Linked DNA regions of Danio rerio: region 2 is linked to region 1. The links are chromatin contacts, called in public Hi-C maps. All regions are on one chromosome and are shown on one strand. Each heading gives the region's core, a stretch centred on a gene start, on an enhancer-like site or on the middle of the called end of the contact. The rest is flanking DNA. Distances are from core to core; before and after follow the strand shown. Region 1 holds the start of dna2 (DNA replication helicase/nuclease 2). Region 2 holds the start of tacr2 (tachykinin receptor 2).

What was found. A called contact is a pair of places that touch in the nucleus more often than the background predicts.
Region 2: a contact with region 1 is called in a Hi-C map of hematopoietic stem cells, with 3 times the contacts expected there. The contact joins the promoter of tacr2 here to the promoter of dna2 in region 1. A contact is called at or near these places in 2 of 18 Hi-C or Micro-C datasets (hematopoietic stem cells and an unstated tissue).

The regions. Positions count from the first base shown.
Region 1 is chr13:25,973,669-25,977,391 of GRCz12tu, reverse strand. dna2 (DNA replication helicase/nuclease 2) reads right to left here and starts at 1,911. Exons shown (of 23, transcript XM_682882.10): 1 at 1,632-1,911; 2 at 1,486-1,533; 3 at 1-410. The coding sequence starts at 1,661.
Region 2 is chr13:26,127,343-26,131,065 of GRCz12tu, reverse strand. tacr2 (tachykinin receptor 2) reads right to left here and starts at 1,999. Exons shown (of 5, transcript NM_001327859.1): 1 at 1,011-1,999. The coding sequence starts at 1,405.

The DNA of each region.
Region 1 (3,723 bases), core at 662-3,161:
CCACAATCAGTTATTTTCTGATCTTGAGTAGTCCTGGACTTCTTGGCACTCTGTATGTTTTCAGTGCTGTGCAACAACCTCTTTACGGAGCCTGAGTGACTTACGCCATTCTTGAACTCAAAAGTGTCCTCTGACTCTAAACTGCTGTTTTTCTGTGGCTGAAACAGCTTTCGTGCATTCAGGCTAGGTTTACCCCTGACTCCTTTAGTATGTAGACCACGTGAAACAGGTGAGCGTTTCTCAAATGAAGTGTCTGAAGGCCTCTCGATTCTCAGACTGTCAGGCGTCTCTGGGACAGCAGATGGGTTTGGGGAGCAGGGAACATTTTCGTCCTTCACAAACCCAGTCTTTAAAGAAACAGGGGATCTTGTAATTCCTACTTCACATTTTTTAGGTGACTTTACCGCTACCTGAAAAAACAAAAAATTAATTGAGAAAAAAGTTAAATGCTGAAATGAATGCATTTTAAAACCTTGAACTAACCTAGTGTTTAAAATAAACTGCCATTTGTAAAATATGAAAATAGCACCAGACTCTCCAATTACTCTAATAAATGCTGTTTCTAAAAAAATAAATAATAATAAAAAGTACATTTATTTTTATTAAAAAACAAACAAAAAAAAAACAGCCCTTTCTTTCAAAAAGCTTTAAAAAATGTCTTGTGTTTAAGCATGGGCCGGATTAAGATAACGGTTTGATAATAAATATCTGTTAATAAAAAATATCATGGTTTCACGGTATTGTGATTACCGCTCTAAAATATGTTCTTTTTAAATGTCTGGGTAAAAAAATAATAATAATTTTCCCCCTTTGAACACAACATATTTTATTTTGAGAAACATTTAAAATATTTTGGGATAGTGAACATATCTGTCTAGGCATCGGACGCTAACCGTTTTCAATATTACTGTGGTTTGGAAAATTCAAGGTTTTAAAACAGCGAACATTTTCTGTAATACCGTTCCTAAGTATCTGTAAGATTTTTTATTTACATTTTTGTTTTTTATGACAACAGTATCTCTAGCAGAAAAAATATCCAAAGATGCCATTTTAAATTGTACAGAAATCTTTGTTTTTGAAACAAATGAAGACAGCAGAAGTCAATGACTCATTTTAATTATATGGTCTGACATGTTTACTGCTCCAAAATATCATAAATCTTTCGAAAAAAAAAAAAAAAAAAAGAATATATTGAATTTAAAGGGGAAAAAGGTTTTGTTTTTTACCAAGAAATTTAAAAAGAATATATTTTGGAGCAATAATTACAATACCGGGATACTGACTGTTAAACGTTTTTTTCATAAATAAAATGTAAGGAAAGTGAATTGTGATCAGAGCTATCGGTCTCTAACCTTCAAACATCCTTTTGTGCTGTACAGAATAAACAGTCATTGAAGTATGAAACAACATAAGTGTGAGTAAATAATGATGACGTATCATCATTTAAATGTTTAGGTGAACTGTCCCTGTCAGTCGTGTCCTTACCTTTGAGAGGAAAAAGGAAGAAATGTTTGATTGAACTCCACTGACCATCTAAGATTAAAAGGAAGATGTTAGTTAAGGCAACCCGATTTTCACAACTTAAAAACATCTAACAATATAGCAGCAAACGAACTGAATTAAATACTCACAGATGATCGGCTGGATTTGCACTTCATCATTGTAGACGTATGTGAATAAAACGACTGAAGGCGTTTTGTTCTTTGCAGAAAAGCATAACACTCATTCAAAAACTTTAAGCATCTCACACCACTGTAAAGCTGCTCTAAAAGATGAACTTCGTCCAGAAACTGATGACGTTATTCTTACAGCCAGACGGACATCTGAACGTAACTGTTACTTTCACATGAATTAAATGCAATTGCTGGCGTAAATAACGTTTGATTCATCTGTGCAGTGAAACAGATTCCCGCGTAGAATTAATAAACATCACATGATAAGCAACTTCTTCTTCGTTGTTTCTTGTTTGCGGAACTTCCAACGCCATTGCAGATACACTGCCACCCAGTGACAGTCCTATCAGTCAGTCGAGTCGTTTTGCAGTGATCATTATATCATACATAAACAACAAAACCAACAATTATATCGTTGTTGTTTTTTGTAACGAGAGATAAATTTATGATTACCAAGACAACAAACAAACGCTTATTCATGAGGCTCGTTGTTGAAAGCTAACATGTTTTGCTAGCATTTGTTTGGTTTTGTCAAAATTTTGTACACATAAAAAGAAAAAAAAATTAAATAATGTCTACTTTAGTGTTTTATAACGTTTGTGAAAATAATGCAACAATTCAGCTGGCATAAATATATAATATAGGCCTATTTATTATAGGTTGTGCATAAAAATGAAACAACATAGATTTAAACTTGACTCGGTATCTATCATCTTTTCAGTATCGAACACTCTTGGCATGGAAAGCATTACAGTGATGTTACTAACTCCATTGAGTGCATTGTGTCTGACATTGCATCTCTGAGGGATGCAATCTCAGCTTGCATCATAAAGGCTGCATCCAGATGCTGTTAAAAGTATTTGAATCTCTCCTATACTCCTTCCTTAAAATCTCCTATTTCGAATCTCGAGCTACCCCCTATTCAGAACATTGGTTTCCTTTTATGGAAACAGGGATTTTGGAATTGGATTAATCAACAAATTTAATCAGATATTTAACAACAGGAGGCTGAAATCATTTCAGTTATTAAAACAGGAATTTAATTTCCCAAATAACAACTTCTATAATTTTTTGCGACATTTTCTAGAACCGTCTCTTAAGGATGGCAGGATAAGACTTGATCTTTTTGACATGCTAAAACAATTGAAAAAGAAGAAGACAATTTTTTTTTTGCTTTTTTTATTTTGCTTAATGTTATCCAATGTATTGGGCAATTTTGTGGAACTAATTTTAGTGAAGAAAATGGCTTTTGATCTGCTCTGGCATATTTGTTAATAAAAAAATTAATCAGATTGCTATTTAGAAAAACCGACTTATGACTTGCGTCAGAAATCGAATGATTTCTGGCATAACTGGAATCCGCTATGGGAGTTTTTGGAGAATGTTTAATAAAAAACTGTTTTTATTTATTTATATATATTTATTATTTAATTTATGGATTTTTGGTCAATTTTACTCTTTAGAAAATACTTCAATTACAAGCCTATGGCTATATTATTATATATGATGACATGAGACACCTATACCACTGTTCCGTCAGTGCAAATCTTTAACTAAATGTTTAAAAAAGAAAAAATTCAATGAAAAAATAAACAACATATATGGTTATATATTTAACCATATATCTATAGATTAACAATTATATATTATTTTGTGGCTGTACTGTGATTCGTTTTAACATGTCATCAAATGGTTCTTGCTTATAAATATTTAGCCAACATTTTAATGTATGTCAAGTGAAATGTATAATAGTCTTAATCATTAATTTAGTTTCACACAACAAACAAAAAATAGGCAGGACATGTTTTAAAGAATGGAGGGAAAATGGTTTTGATGCCTGAAAAATTATTTCCATCTTGGACTCCAAGGATGTCAGTCTGTTTTGAAAACTGATTTTTAAACTGATTTTCAACTTGTTAGTGCTTTACAGATGTGAGAGACTTTAATAAAAAAAATACAACAGTACATTATGCCATGTAAAGTAATCAGTAATAAAAAGGTGTATTTAAACAAACTATTTAATGATGCACATTAGCAACACAACCACAGT
Region 2 (3,723 bases), core at 750-3,249, 150 kb before region 1:
ATGTCATTTTAGTGACTCTCCCTTCTAGAGACATTCAATGCATTACAGGGCTGCTTTTGAACATGAATTACTGCATGCATAATTTTACACTGGAGCCCACCCAGAAAGAGAGGATTGATTTGGTTGAGTTACTTTTTCCCCTGTTTTATTACTATCATCTTCTTGTTGGTCTCTAAATCAGACTCCTGTCATCAGAACACAATGTAGAAAGTGATCTACACTCAGTGCTGAGCCTTTTTTCCGCATGAGTCACCAAGTCAACTGGAATTGATTATCCAGCAATATCACACATTATGATTTTTCTCTTCTCGAGTCACTTGAAAAGGTATGTACTTACAAGAAAACTACATAGTTGACACATTTAGGGGCACATTTACAATCTATGTGCGCAAAGATTTTCATTTAGACCCTTTGACATTTGAAGTGTCCTGATCACTTTACCATTTTGCATGAGAGTAACTCTTTCAAGTAACCATGACAATCGTTAAGGACAATTATATTGTGGCATAAAAATATGATTTATAATTGCTGGGGGCTAACAATATCTATGTGAATTTATTTATTTTTATTAATTGTGTAATTTTTAAACATTTAAAGTAGATTAATTATGTTATTCCAAACATTTAGTGGCATTTTTTATACTTTCTATGGGACTAAAATTCTGCATTCCCATTGGGAAAAAAGAGCTCTTTAACCAGACGTCTGATCACCTGATCAATCACATAAATTGGTTTGATATCCAAATTCTAACTTTATATGTCCAGCAAGAAAGAATAAAAAGCAGCTGAAATCAGAACTTTATATAATGTCATAGTTTACGCGTTTTGTCACTGCTATTTTTAGGAACTTGCAGTCTTTATAATACATGATTTATAACATATAATCTCATTGTTGTGCAATAAATATTTATTATTACCAAACTGTGGGAACATTTTAAGGTGTAAAAGCACTATTACATTACACGCACACGCACATTAACACACACCTTATAATTTGTTTAGTCTGCTTACCTGTCAACTGCAATAGCGGCCATTGAATAAATGCTTGAGAACATTGCTGTTATTGGGAAGAAGTTTTGAAATTTACAATATCCTAAACCAAAATACCAGTCATTGTGCAAAGCATAAACGAAATTAAAAACTGTGTTAAAAGTTGCCATAGAGGCATCAGAGAAGGCGAGGTTGACAATGAAGTAGTTGGTCACTGTCCTCATGCGTTTATGCGCCAGAATGATCCAAATAACTGTGACATTGCCAATGAAGGAAATAATTACGATCAAAGTATATGCAATCGCCCATAATGCCACCTGCCAGTCCGGCTGCTCGAACAGATTAATGGATGTTTCGTTTCCATCTTCATCGTAATACAGAAGAGATGATGAAAGGGGGTCCAAAGTGGTATCCATTGTTATTGTCCATAAAATCTCAAGACATAAATCTTTTTGCTTATTCCATTGAATGACTCACTCTTCTGATGCTATGGCATGGTAAAACTGTGTATTTTAGGCATTTGCAGCAGTTCATTCTCCAGTGAGTGGTCAGTGCGCTATGTGCCGCTTTATGTCCAAACTGCCGGCTGAAGTGCGTTTTTGCGCCTGCAGGGATGGTGGAAAACTGAAGGAATGTGTGCCAAGTATTGGAGGTGTGTCGGGTCCAATGCAGTGACGTTGAGTAAAGCATCTTTGCCAGCGCGCAATGACGCGCAGCATCCATCCTGCGTTCCGAAAATCTGCCAATAATCAAAATATTTAATTGGCATGCACTTGACGCGCTAACCGTGGACAGCTTGCGGTCATTAATTATTGCAAACTCCCTTCAGCGCACGCTAATGGAAATATGTCACATTTTAAGAGCATGTGTGGGGTCTACTCTGCTCTACTTGTTCCACTGAGATCTTATCAGTCCCTATATTTCTCCAGTTGCGTGAGGTGATGGTTGATCATTTTGTCTGAGCAGTGAGACATGGGTTTGGGCTGCAGCTGGAGGAAGTGGATAGTAAATTACTGCACATTACTTTTATTCGGACACCACTTGCTGAAATTACAGGCTGGTTTTCTAGATCTATAGTTTTTATTATTTTTATTATTCAAGGGATAGTTCACCCCAAAAAATTGACTATTTACTCACCCTCAAGTGGTTCTAAACCTTTACAAGTTTTTTTCTTCTTTTTTTGAACACAAAAGAAGATATTTTGAAGAAAGCTGAAAACCTGTAACCATTGACTTCCATAGAAAAACAAATATGGAAGTCATTGATTACAGGTTTTCATTATTTATCTAAATATATTATGTTGTGTTCAACAGAAGAAAAAAAATCATAAAGTGAGTGCTTCAGGGTGAATAAATAGTGATAGAATTTACATTTTTGAGTAAACTCTCCCTCAATGTGCAAATTACACACTTTTCATATAAATGTATTATTTAATTATTATAATCAATAATTTATTATTTAAATTATTATTTCATATTATTTTAAGTGTCCCTTATAGCCTCAGCTGGGTCAGTTGGCATTTATGTATGGAGTTTGCATGTTCTCCCCGTGTTGAGTTTCCTCTGTGTGCCCTGGTTTCCCCCACAAGTTCAATGACATGTGCCATAGGTGGATTATGTAAGCTAAATTGTTCATATGTATGTGTGTGAATGAGTGTTTATGGGTCATTCCCAGTTCTGGGTTGCCGCTGGAAGGGCATCCGTTGTGTAAAACATATGCTGGAATAGTTAGCGGTTCATTTCACTGTGGCGACCTCTGAAATATAGACTAAGCTGAATGAAAATGAATGAATGATTTAAATTGTTGGGTTATGTGCAAATGTATATATTATGTTTATATTAAAGACAAAAAAAAAAAAAAAAAAGGTTCAACAGTCTTCCACCAGACTGCAAAGCTGCATGTTGCAATGAAAATATTCTCTCTCTAAGGCAGTAGTAGGAGTTGGATATAGCAATCACACTAAGTCAATTGCTGTTGTTTTCCAACATTTTTTTGTATAATAATTTTATTGTATCCAGAATATTTTATTATAATCCACAATGGTTATAAAAACATGGTTATTTTTTATAAGAGTTTGAATATAGTTTGAATAGGGTAATTTTGTGTGTCAATCACTTGTATAAAAAAACAGTAAGAGGGGCGTGGTTAAGAATATTGTGTGGCTGAATGGGCTGAAGCCGTCGAACTGATGTCAAGAAGGACCACGCTCCAAATGCCCAAGCAAATGGTTAGACTTTAAATGAAGGTTACCAAAACATTTTTTGTGTGGATAACTTGCATGGATAAATTGTTAGTCTAAGAAACAACAACAATGTGCTATCAATTCAAAACATTGTACGTTTTTTATGGTTTCTTTACACCACAGGTGTCACAGCCAGTTCCTTAAGAGCCGCAGCTTTGCACAGTTTAGATTTAACCCCAATTAAACACACTTGATCAAACTAATTAAGTCTTTCAGGCTTGTTTGAAACCTACAGGTAAAGGTGTGATAACACTGGACTTTTCTTCCTATACACTTCCATTCATACGCACACAAAGGAAACACAAGGCTGTGGAACAAGTTTGCTGTGTTGCAAAGTTCCAGCTTGGTAAACTCTGATCTGCGAAATCACATCACTTAACTGTGTGAGACTAATCGAGGATCAAAACATGACCTCTCCGGACAGAAATTTAAAATATGGACAAATCGCTCGCTTTCTTAAATGTTTAATCCCGCCACTTTTTGCAGCGACGT